Regions from separate parts of the Mus musculus genome. Here region 1 is linked to region 2. A link is a contact called in public Hi-C data. All regions are on one chromosome and are shown on one strand. The core of a region is the stretch at or near the end of the contact, and the rest is flanking DNA. Distances in the headings are between cores, read along the strand shown. Region 1 has its middle 34 kb from the start of Vegfa. Region 2 has its middle 17 kb from the start of Gm35692.

Region 1 (5,399 bases), core at 890-3,389, 150 kb before region 2:
CAGAAGTTCAAGGCCATCCTCAGCTACATAGAAAATTTGAGACAAGTTACATGAGGCATGTTCTCAAATACTCTTGTCTAATAGTTAGATAGCTAATAGGTAGATGAATGGATAGATGATAGATAGATAGATAGATAGATAGATAGATAGACAGATGATAGGTAATAGATGGATGGATAGATAGATGATAGATAATAGATGGATGGGCAGATAAATGATGCATAGATGGGAATGGTGGATGGATAGATGGATAGATAGACGATGGGTGGGTAGATGATAGATAGATCGATAATAGGTGGATAGATAGAAAGATGACAGAAAGATAGATAGATAATGGACGATAGAAAGATATATAATATACAGATGGATAGATAGATAGATGATGGATGGATAGATTATAGATAGAGAGCTGATAGGTGGATTGATGATGAATACATGATATATAGATAGATCAATCAATAGATAGATAGATCAATCAAGACATAGACAGACAGATAGATAGATCTATCAATATATACATAGTTGGATAGATAGATAGATAGATAGATAGATAGATAGATACATACATACATACATACATACATACATACATACATACATACATACATAGGTAGATGCCCTGTTCTTCTCCTGCTACCATCTGTCTGTCTGTCCTGGGTTCTATGGCTTCCATGCTTCCCTCTGGTTTGGCTGGTCTTTGTGCCACCCAGCAGTCATGACAGACTGACAGCATTGGACTTCTTTTAACTTCAGGACAGACCGTCCTTCTCCAAGGATGCCTAGAGAATCTGAACATTGGGTGATTGTCTTTCGAGTTTTGCATTGTTGTTTGAGATGTTCTCTTTACACAGTCCAGACTACCTTTCAGCTTATGATCCCCAAATCAGGCACTGGTGCCACCAAACCTGGTTGGGGTGACTGACAGAAGGACAGTAAATATTTGTTAAACACACAACTAAGTGAACAAATACTCCAAACCTGCCTTTTCCAAACTTCCAGAGATTTGGTTCCTCTCTCACTTAGCACAGAGCCAGCCTTCATCTGTCACACGGCCAGGCCAGCCCACCCTCACCCTTGCCTTCGCCTTGCCCTGCTTGAGGGCCCCTCACTCCCTGCCCATGCGCAGCTCTGCTTCCTGGAACAAATCAGTTTCACATCTATCTGCCTTAGGGACTTTGAACTTGTTATTCTTTTCTTCTGGAACATTCTGCCTCCACACTTTTGCATGGATACCGCCTCTATACTCTTGCTTACTTACTAACGTACGTACTTACGTTTGTATTTATGTATTTATTTGGTATCTTGAGACAGGATTTCTTTGTGTGCTGTCCTGGAACTAGCTCTGTAGGCCAGGCTGGCCTTGAACTCACAGAGATCTGCCTGCCCCCCTGCCTTTGCCCCATCCCCGCCCCTGTCCCTTTAATACCTGTGCTGGGATTGGCACCGTCATCACCATCACCCAGCTTTTCTTTGTTTTGTTTATTGTGTTCTGTTCTTTTTAGAAGGAGTTAAAAGAGACCTTCCTTGTGCATCCTCATCCCCACAGTATGGCACCACCAGGGGCTGGAGAGAGACCTTACCGCTTTTCCAGAAGTCCTGAGTTCTGTTTCCAGCACCCACATCAGGCAGCTTAAAACTGCCTGTAACTCCAGCTCCAGGAGAACCAATGTCTCTTTTAGCTTCTGTGGACACCTGCACACCTCTCTCTCTCTCTCTCTCTCTCTCTCTCTCTCTCTCTCTCTCTCACACACACACACACACACACACACACACACACACACTGAGGTACAGTGGGAAGAGAATAAATCTTCTTTTAAGAATACGACATCACTAAGTTCTCAGTCACTCTCCCTGTGGTATTTATCTCTAGCAAGGCTTGATTTGTCTTTCTTCCTTTGGGATTTCTGGGCGGCAGGAAGCTTGTCTGGGTGATTGTCCTGACTGTTTGTCCCCATGGGGTGGGGCTCAGTAATCATTGATTGATTGAACGAATGAATGAATGCTCCAACTCTGCATCAGAGTTTCTGGAGATTCACAGCGTCTTACATAATCAGGACCTTGGTGACCTTGTTTGCACTCTTAACTCCAAGGCTATTCGGCATGCTCGGCCAATGTAATTAAAGCTCACTTAGCCCTGGTGGCCCCTTCTCTCCCTAGTGAGGCACTGCAGGGATGCACAGTAGGCCAATTGCACACTTCCTGGGATGGAGTCAGGACAGGCCACCTGGCTGCTGTTCTGATTATCTCAGAGACTTTAAGCAAGTCAGCATACCTAACTCCATTTACGGTTCTTGTCAGAAAAGATAAAGAGATGTACAGATGCTCTCTACGATTCTGTTTGACTTTCAAAGACCAGCTCCGGACCCAGCTGTGGGCAGCAGTTGAGAAGGAGGAGAAAGGCTGGGGGTGGGTGGGGGAGGGGCAAGTAGCAAAAAGGACTTTTCCAGGAAGGTTCAGGTCACCTGCTTATTTCTTCTAGAGCCTCGGGGAGAGGGCTCTGGAAGATTCTGGGTAAGGTTAGGTTTGGAAGTTCAGTCTATAATACCCTAGAAGCATAACTGAATGATTGCGACAACTCTCTCTCTCTCTCTCTCTCTCTCTCTCTCTCTCTCTCTCTCTCTCTCTCTGTCTCTCTCTTTCAGCTGTTTGGCCTGGAACACACAGAGCCCTGAGACCGTCTGTGGTCTCATCAGTATACGAATGAACATATTTTTTGGGGATGATGTCTTTAGTTTTCATGGGATCCCTAAGGGATGTGTGTCCCCCAATACTGAAGAGCTCATATGTAGCAGGCTAGGCTGACCCCATAAGAAGAGTAATCAAAGAGATGAGGGTGAGCAGAGACAGGCCCCAGTTCTCCGTGTTTTCATGTCCCTGTGGGTCTTCATCCCTTACAAGGAGGGGGGGTGACCTGCAGGAAGATCTGGCTGCCTTTACGACGTGAATGTTACGGCCATTTGGTAGGCCTGTGCACCTCTGTTCTATGGTGACTCCGCAGGCCGTGATGCCCGTGTGCAGCAGGGAGAGCAGAGGCACACTGTTGGCTGAGGGATCCCAGGCCTTCCCTTTGAAGAGTCCAGCAGGATGACAACCCACCGAGGCTGGCTGCCGCCTCCACTCTTCCTCCCTATGAGGGGTGCCGAGGTGGCTCCTGTCAGTAGGTTGTGCTGACTCTAAAGCAGGCTGTGGGTGCTGAGAGAAACGATGGTGTCCATGTCAGACTCCTCAGCTGCTCACAGACCTGCTGCACTAGGGGCTCTTGGGGTTGCTGGAGTGAGAACTGGGGAAGGGATGGGGGTTGGGGGAGGGAGAGACATTCTCCAAGGGGAAGGCATCCTCTGGGTGGGTAATCCCTGAACAACGGAGTATTTATAGCACTGTCTACGACTGCAGTGCAGGTGTGTGTTCTCCACTGGACTTTGGGCTTTACTGCAGGCCTCAGGCCTGGGAGACTTTTTGGAATGTGCCCCTTGTCTTCTAAGGCCACCTTTGGCCTCACCTGCTGTTTACCTTCCTCTTGGAGTCTCTTTGCCGCCGCCGCCAACCCCCTTCCCCTTTGGCAGACTGAGTGAGTGCCAGGAAATTGTTGGTCAAAGGTGAGGTCACTAAGAGCCTAGAAAAACAACAGGTCACCATTAACCTTGTCTACCTTCCAGGTGTCTTCTGCTTCACGCAAGCTCCTTCCTCCCTCCCTCCGCATCCCCAGCACTTGTTGTTCCGGGAGAAGCGATGCTGGCAGATTTTGGGGTGTGTTTGGGTTGGGGCAGATCCTGTAAGACTGACCATCTTGAGGCATTCCTCATTACTATTTCTGACTGGTGAGATATAGTTTTCAGGTATTATCTCAGATTGCATGGCCACCTGAGCTTAGATGCTGGCTATCCAGTAAAGCCCAAGGGACGCTGAGAGAAAGATGGTGTTCATTTGCCAACATATTCTCAGGGCCTGTCTTTTCATAATGTTTGTTTCACTGGATGGAGGAATGGATGGATCATAGATAGGTGGGTGGTTGGGTGCAAATAAATAAGTAGAGGGGTGGGTGCGTGTTTGTGGATACATACATGAATGGCTCTCTGGGTTAGTGGGATGAGCAGGTGGTGATGGATGGTTGGATGAGTAGGTAGATATGGACAGATGGGTGTTTGGATTGATGGGTGAATAGATAGGTAGGTGAAGATTGGTTGGTTGGTTGGTTGGAAGGGTAAATGAGTTGTGTGAGTGGGTAGATGGGTGGATGTATGCATGGCTGGATGGGTTGGTTGGTGGAAAGACGAAAAGTGAATCTGTTGAGTGGCAGATTGGATGGGTGGTAGATGAATGGATGAATAGATAGATAGAGGGATGGCTGGACTGATGGTTAAATAGGTCAGTAGATGAGCAGATATATGAATGGCTGGGTGTTTGGAAGGATAGATGAATGGTTGGGTAAGTGGTATGATGGATGGATTTGCGGGTAGATTCATGGGTGTTTGAATTGTTGGACAGATAGATGAGTGAGGATAGATGGATTGATGGTTGGTGGGCCGGTAGATGAATGGATAGATGAATGGATGATGGGTAGTTGGACAGATGAAAGGATGAATGGATAGGTGTAGGTAGATGGTTGGATGGAGGGGTAGATGGGTGGCTAGGAAGATGGCCAGAAAGATGGAAGGTTGGGAGGATGAGTAGCTGGGTAGCTGGGCAGACTGGTAGGTAGTTGGATGGGTTGATGATGATGGATGATGGTTAGGTAAATATTTGAGTGAATAAATGGATAGGTGGGAGTGGTATTCTGGGTTCTATGGTTGAGAGCTCTCCTCCTCTGGGAATCCCCTTGAGAAAACGTCTTCCCTACTGTCTACATATCTGCATTCCCATTGTTTTGTTGATATGATCTTGATTTCTTTACTGATCCTCTCAGATGATTTCAGATGGTTGTGTTCAAGCCAGTGAGAGACAGAGTCTTCTAATTCTCCATGTTGCCCACTAATGCTTGCCCTGGTACCTGCACACTGTTGGATGCTTACCAGACTATGGGATCTGGACAAAAGAGGCAGGGGTGGGCTGTGGTCGGTTGTTCTTACAAGATGATTCACTTTTTTGGTGAAAGAGCTTAGCTCCTACCTCTTTGGTCAATCCCACACACCACATCTCAGACCTGGGATTTCTTTCTGTACAGACTTGGTCATCAAAACCAGTTGACAGTCACTTGTGTATTCTCTCCCAAGCTGTTTGCTATGTGCCTCTAATGTATCAGATGCTGTGCTTGATAGAGCTGAAGGTGGAGGTGGTATAAGGAATGTCTCATCTGCCAGAGGTGCACCTAAATTCTGGAGCTTGAGGTCAGGATATCAGAGAAGACTTCCCAGAGAGATAGTGGCCCTGGAACCCTTGCTAAACCCTTATTCGAACTTTTT
Region 2 (5,522 bases), core at 63-2,562:
CCAGTTTTCCTGCTATAGACATAGAAAGCAAAGTGGAAGAATTTACACCTAGGTCTCTGCCGCCTTGAATTTCTACCTCCTCTAGAGGTGACTGAAAGACCAGCTATGCCTAGCTAGTGAGCCATAGAGCTGGTGTTCTTCAAAGGGGTCTCTGAGGGGATAGTGCTGAGTATCAGGATGTTGTGGGGCAGCTTGGATCCTGTGCAGCTCCAGCCCCGGGGTAAATCCCACACCCATTGGGCATGGCATCCTCAAGGCCTTCTTAGGGGTCAGGGACAGCTCTCCTCAGCTCCCGCTGGCTGGCAGCTCCCTCTGCTGGACCCAGCCCTGAGGAGGAGCTCAGACACTGGGACGCCGCCGCTGCTGTCTGTCTGTCTGCACTTGGAGGCTGACTCTCCTTCCACTATGGGAGTGAGGGAGTCACATGCCGGGCACCTGTCGGGTCTTCAGGTTATCTGTTGAGGAGATCTACACGGAGGATGGATTTGGGGTGATCTGAGCCCCTCCTAGAGAGGTTGAGTACAGAGGGGCTTTGAATGCTGGTGCCCCTCTACCCACTCCAGAGGCAACAGTTATGTCTGCAGATGAGTGCAAGCCAGGCTGGCTCCCCATCAGACTGGAAACTCCCTGTGTCTAAGTTTAAGTGATTCCTTCTTCAGGCCAGGAGCCCCTGAGCTGTAGTCCCGCTCAGCTCCATAGACCAGCAACTGAGCCCCTAGGCTGGCAATCCCACATAACCTCTGGGACAGCCTTGGCCTTGGCCTCCTGGCTCTCACACACCTGTCACTGTCACTTGACACCCCCAAGGCACTGGGAAGCAGGGGTGTGTCCCACCCTGACCTTGGTCGCCCCTGAGGTGATACAGTGGAAAGGACCTGAAGGAGCGGGCCCAGGATGGGACGTGACTGCGCCCCTGAACTTGGGCTGCAGGCTTGATCATAGGGAAAGTGATACCTCAGGGAGGTGGAGTGCCCGGTGACATCAGCGTACGTGACTGTCAGCCCAGTTCTATCTGCCACCACCCCCGCCGCCACCGCAGTGTGCCTGTGGAGTACACTGACCTTCAGAGGCAAGCCCAGAGTGCTATCTGCATGTACCCTTCAAGGACAGGCTTGTCCCCAGGGTGGGGCCCACTCTTTGACTCCCCATCCTCTAAATGAAGACTTTGGGGTCCAAGGAACCCCCTAGCCTCAAGCCCTGTCTTGCCTGGGCTCCTGGATCAGGAGCTAGCCGTGTGCTGGGTGACTCTGCTGCTGGCAGTCCTGCCCCGAGGGGACCGATCGCTCCCTTGGCTCTATTAGACCTTTCTCCTGAGTTCCTGGCAAGCTCCTGGTGATTGGAGGCCAGTGTAGAGGGCACCTGGCACCCCACCCCAGGGCTGCTGACTGAGCTTGCAGGCCTAGATCCCCGAGGGACAGCTAGGACAGGCAAGGCTGGATGACCCAAGGAAGCAAGTTCAACGACTGTGGATAACCATCTCATGCTTCAAAAGTGCCTTCTCAGCCCCCATAGCTGCTAGAGCTCTTTCTTGTGGTCCCTCCGGAGCCCCATCAGAGGGGCACAAAAAGTCAAGCTTAGTAACTATGCTTAGCTTTCGGCCCAGGGAGGACGCGGGAAGCCAGTACCTAGATCTTGTATTTGAACATGATCTTAACCTGTCATTGACTAATCATGAACCCTTGCTAGTGTATACACACTCATATCACTCAACACGATGCAACCTGGGCCTCTGTGGGTATACTCATGTCGTTCAAATGATGCACATGGTAACCAAAACCACCACTAACTGGAGGTCTGTCACTAGTTAGGGAAAAATTAAAGCAGTCAAAACAGCAGGGCACTTAAGAGAGCTATCCAGGAATAAGGAAGACATAGTGAGCCCTGGTAAGCTCCCACACATCCCGGGGGGCACAGTGTGCATTCCTGGGGAAACCAGAAAGAGGCTCTGCTAGACACTCATACCCACTGAGCACACAGGCGATACAGGCCAGGATGTATCGTAATCCACTGGGAGTCTGAACATACTCCCAACCCTCTCACAGATCACCAGGAAGAGAGCATAGGCCTTCTGGGATGGAGGGACTTAAGCACTATATCCAATCAGTTGTTGGCTGATGGGCTAGCTTGGAAGACTCAGAAGAGATTCCTGGGAAGCCAAGCTAAAATACATACATACATACATACATACATACAATAATTCAGAACAGGACATATGAGATGGTTCAACAGGTAAAGGTGCTTGCAGCCGGTGAACCCTGATGACCTGGGTTCAGTCCCTGGGACCCACATGGTAGGACTCTTACAAGTTGTCTTCCTCTGACCTCCACATACATACACAGATTAATCCATTACTTAGTCGATTATTTTTTTAACATTAAAGCAAAGATGCTGAGCAGAGCCACTGGCAGCTTGTCCCTGCAGGGAAAACCGTCTACTGAATAAGCCCGGCAAGCCACCAGGCAGCTGGCTGGGCCACCGACACCCAAACACTCGGTGAAGACAGTCCTGGAAAACTGTGGTCCACAGTGATAAGTCAGAATGCAGAGTTGCTGCGAGTTGCCTACATGTTACCCAGTTTTCAACAAAATCTTCCAAGAAATGCAAACCAGAAGGGGAAATGAGATCCACTCAGAACTATCAACAGAAGCCACATCTGAGGTGCCCATGAATTGATGATGTCGGGAAAGCCACTGTTACAAATGGCTTCTCTTTTGCTTTTTGTCTTGTCTTGTCTTGTCTTGTCTTGTCTTGTCTTGTCTTGCCTTGCCTTGTCTTGTCTTGTCTTGTCTTGCCTTGCCTTGTCTTGTTTTGTGACAGGGTCTTTCTACAGAAGTCTAGGCTAGCTTAGAACTACCTATGTAGCCAGGCTAGCTTCGGACTTAACAATCCTCCCGCCTTAGCTTCCCAAGGCTAGTTACACAGTCGTGTGCCATCTTGTCCACTTATAAATGTCATGAGAAAAAGTATGGGAAGCCATGCATAAAGGATTACAGAGGGTCCGGAGATGACTCAGAAGAAGAGAGAGCTTAGTTCTCAGCACCCACACAACTAACAGCCATGCAAGTGCGGGGATCTGGTGCCCTCTGCTGGCCTCTATGAACACTGCAGACACATGGTACACTTAGACATGCAGGTAAAACACTCATACACATAAACTAAAAATATTTTTTTAAAATTTACTTTTATTTCATGTGCATTGGTGTTTTGCCTACATGTATGTCTGTGTGAGGGTGGCTGGTCTCCTGGAACTGGAGTAGCAGATGGTTGTGAGCTGCCATGTGGGTGCTGGGATTTGCACCCAAGTCCTTCGGAAGATTAATTATTGAGCCATCTCTCCAGTCCCTAAAATACTTTTTAAAGAAAAGAATTAAAGACCCATCCAGGCAGTTGTGGCGCACGCCTTTAATCCCAGCACTTGGGAGGCAGAGGCAGGTGGATTTCTGAGTTCGAGGCCATCCTGGTCTACAGAGTGAGTTCCAGGACAGCCAGGGCTACACAGAGAAACCCTGTCTTGAAAACACCAAGAGAAAAAAAAAAGAATTAAAGACCAAATGCTTACAGCATAAAGAATAACACTAGAGAAACAAAAGCAAGTGGGGAAGGAACGGGTTGATTTCACTCACGGTTCTCTATAACGTTCATCATCCAAAGCAATGAGAGCAGAAACTCAAGCAGGGCAGGAACCTGTAGGCAGGAGCTGATGCAGAGGCCATAGAGGGACGCTGCTTACTGGCTTGCTCCTCATGGCTCTCTCAGCCTGCTTTCTGATAGAACTCAGAACCACCAGCCCAGAGACGGCACCACCCACAATGGGCTGTGTCCTCCCCAGTCAGTCACTAACTAAGAATATGCCCTACAGGCTTGTCTATAGCCTGATCTCATGGAGGCATTTTTCTCAATGGAGGTTCCCTCCTTTTGGATGACTCTAGTTTGTCCATGTGACATCAAACTAGCCAGCCTCCTAACGTGTAATAACTTGTCATAGAACTAACATGTAATAGAACTAACTTAATAGAAGTTTCCAGAAGAAGAAGAAAGAGAGAAAGGGATAGGGAGGGAAATGTTTCAAGAAATAATCATCAAAATAGTCCCAAATCTGATGGGCAGTTATCCATCCAAATGATGTCCAGGTAGACAGCAGAGTAAAACTGTTAGAACGCAGCACAGACGAAACCTTGAAAGCTGCAAAAGAGAAACAGCACGTCCCAACAAGGGAGGCATAGTCAGGGAGGCGTAGGCAGGGAAGCCTGCCAGGTCTGGGTTGCAGGCCTACAAACACAGCTACCGGGAGACCTAGGCCAGCAAAGCACAAGGTCCAAGACCTGTCTGGGCTGCAGGGGTGAAGGGCATTGAAGCTTCTTAGTAGAGGCTATCTCAAAATAAAAACTCTTACAAGCCTACATGGTAGACCCCATGTGAAAGGGTTTAGGTTCCAGGTCCAGGGACTGGGCACATATTGAGGTTGTGTGGAGGAGCCAACAGCTGACATCTCATGAGACACAGTGGAGACCAGAAGGACGTGGTCACAAAACAAGTGCCAATAAATTGAAAAGATTAAAAAATCATACCAGTTATGGTCTTCAATGAAATTAAATTAGAAATAGACAAAAAAAAAGTCCAGGAAACCCATAAATATTTGAATAACTCACTTCTGAATAACTCATGGGTCAGGAAAAAAAAAGTCATGGGGTGAATATCAAAGTACTGGGAACTAATGGACAGAAAAGAGCCACCTCTCAAAATGACCAAGACCTGCAGGACAATTTCAGAAGCTGTTCGTATTCTGTTCTAATCTCAAGTCAAAGTTTGTTGAACAATTACTTTTTAAACTCAAGTCAGCAATTCAAACAGCATGGGTGTGTATGGGTGTTTTGTCTGCATGTAAGCCTGGGCACCGTGTGTGCAGTGCCCACTGGAGGCAGAGGAGGCTGTAGGACCCCCTCAAACTGGAGCTTTAGATGCTTGTGAGGAACCGTGTGGGAGCTGGAAACGGAATCAGGTCCTCTGCAAGAGCAGCAAGCGCCTTTTATCGCTGAGCCGCCTCTCTGCAACATTCCACCCCATCTGCTGGCTCTTCTATTCCTCTGTTCTCTCTTCCAGAATGTCCCTTGAGCCTTGGAAAGGGTAGTGTCTTAGTCAGGGTTTCTATTCCTGCACAAACATCATGACCAAGAAGCGAGTTGGGGAGGAAAGGGTTTATTCGGCTTACACTTCCATACTGCTGCTCATCACCAAGGAAGTCAGGACTGGAACTCAAACAGGTGAGGAAGCAGGAGCTGATGCAGAGGCCATGGAGGGATGTTCCTTACTGGCTTGCCTCCCCTGGCTTGCTCAGCCTGCTTTTTTATAGAACCCAAGACTACCAGCCCAGAGATGGTCCCATCCACAAGGGGCCTTTCCCCCCTTGATCACTAATTGAGAAAATGCCTTACAGTTGGATCTCATGGAGGCATTTCCTCAACTGAAGCTCCTTTCTCTGTGATAACTCCAGCTGTGTCAAGTTGACACAAAACTAGCCAGTA

What was found. Hi-C and Micro-C count contacts between places; a contact is called where the count stands out from the background.
Region 1: a Hi-C map of liver shows a contact between it and region 2, with 1.8 times the contacts expected there. The contact joins two enhancer-like sites. A contact is called at or near these places in 1 of 15 datasets of contacts at CTCF or cohesin (large pre-B cells), 14 of 484 Hi-C or Micro-C datasets (the C2C12 cell line, the G1E-ER4 cell line, bone marrow-derived dendritic cells and 6 more), 4 of 115 datasets of contacts at active chromatin or transcription factors (cardiomyocytes, embryonic fibroblasts and embryonic stem cells) and 1 of 9 other capture datasets (embryonic stem cells).

Annotation. Positions count from the first base shown.
Region 1 is chr17:45,995,256-46,000,654 of GRCm38.p6, reverse strand. No RefSeq gene overlaps it. Among named protein-coding and RNA genes, the nearest start is that of Vegfa, 34 kb to the left of the region's middle. Within about 2 kb of position 2,139, at least 23 of the 459 cell types and tissues checked have an H3K27ac peak or open chromatin away from gene starts, as enhancers often do. A contact at or near this core is called in liver, where this site is marked.
Region 2 is chr17:45,843,576-45,849,097 of GRCm38.p6, reverse strand. No RefSeq gene overlaps it. Among named protein-coding and RNA genes, the nearest start is that of Gm35692, 17 kb to the right of the region's middle. Within about 2 kb of position 1,312, at least 15 of the 459 cell types and tissues checked have an H3K27ac peak or open chromatin away from gene starts, as enhancers often do. A contact at or near this core is called in liver, where this site is marked.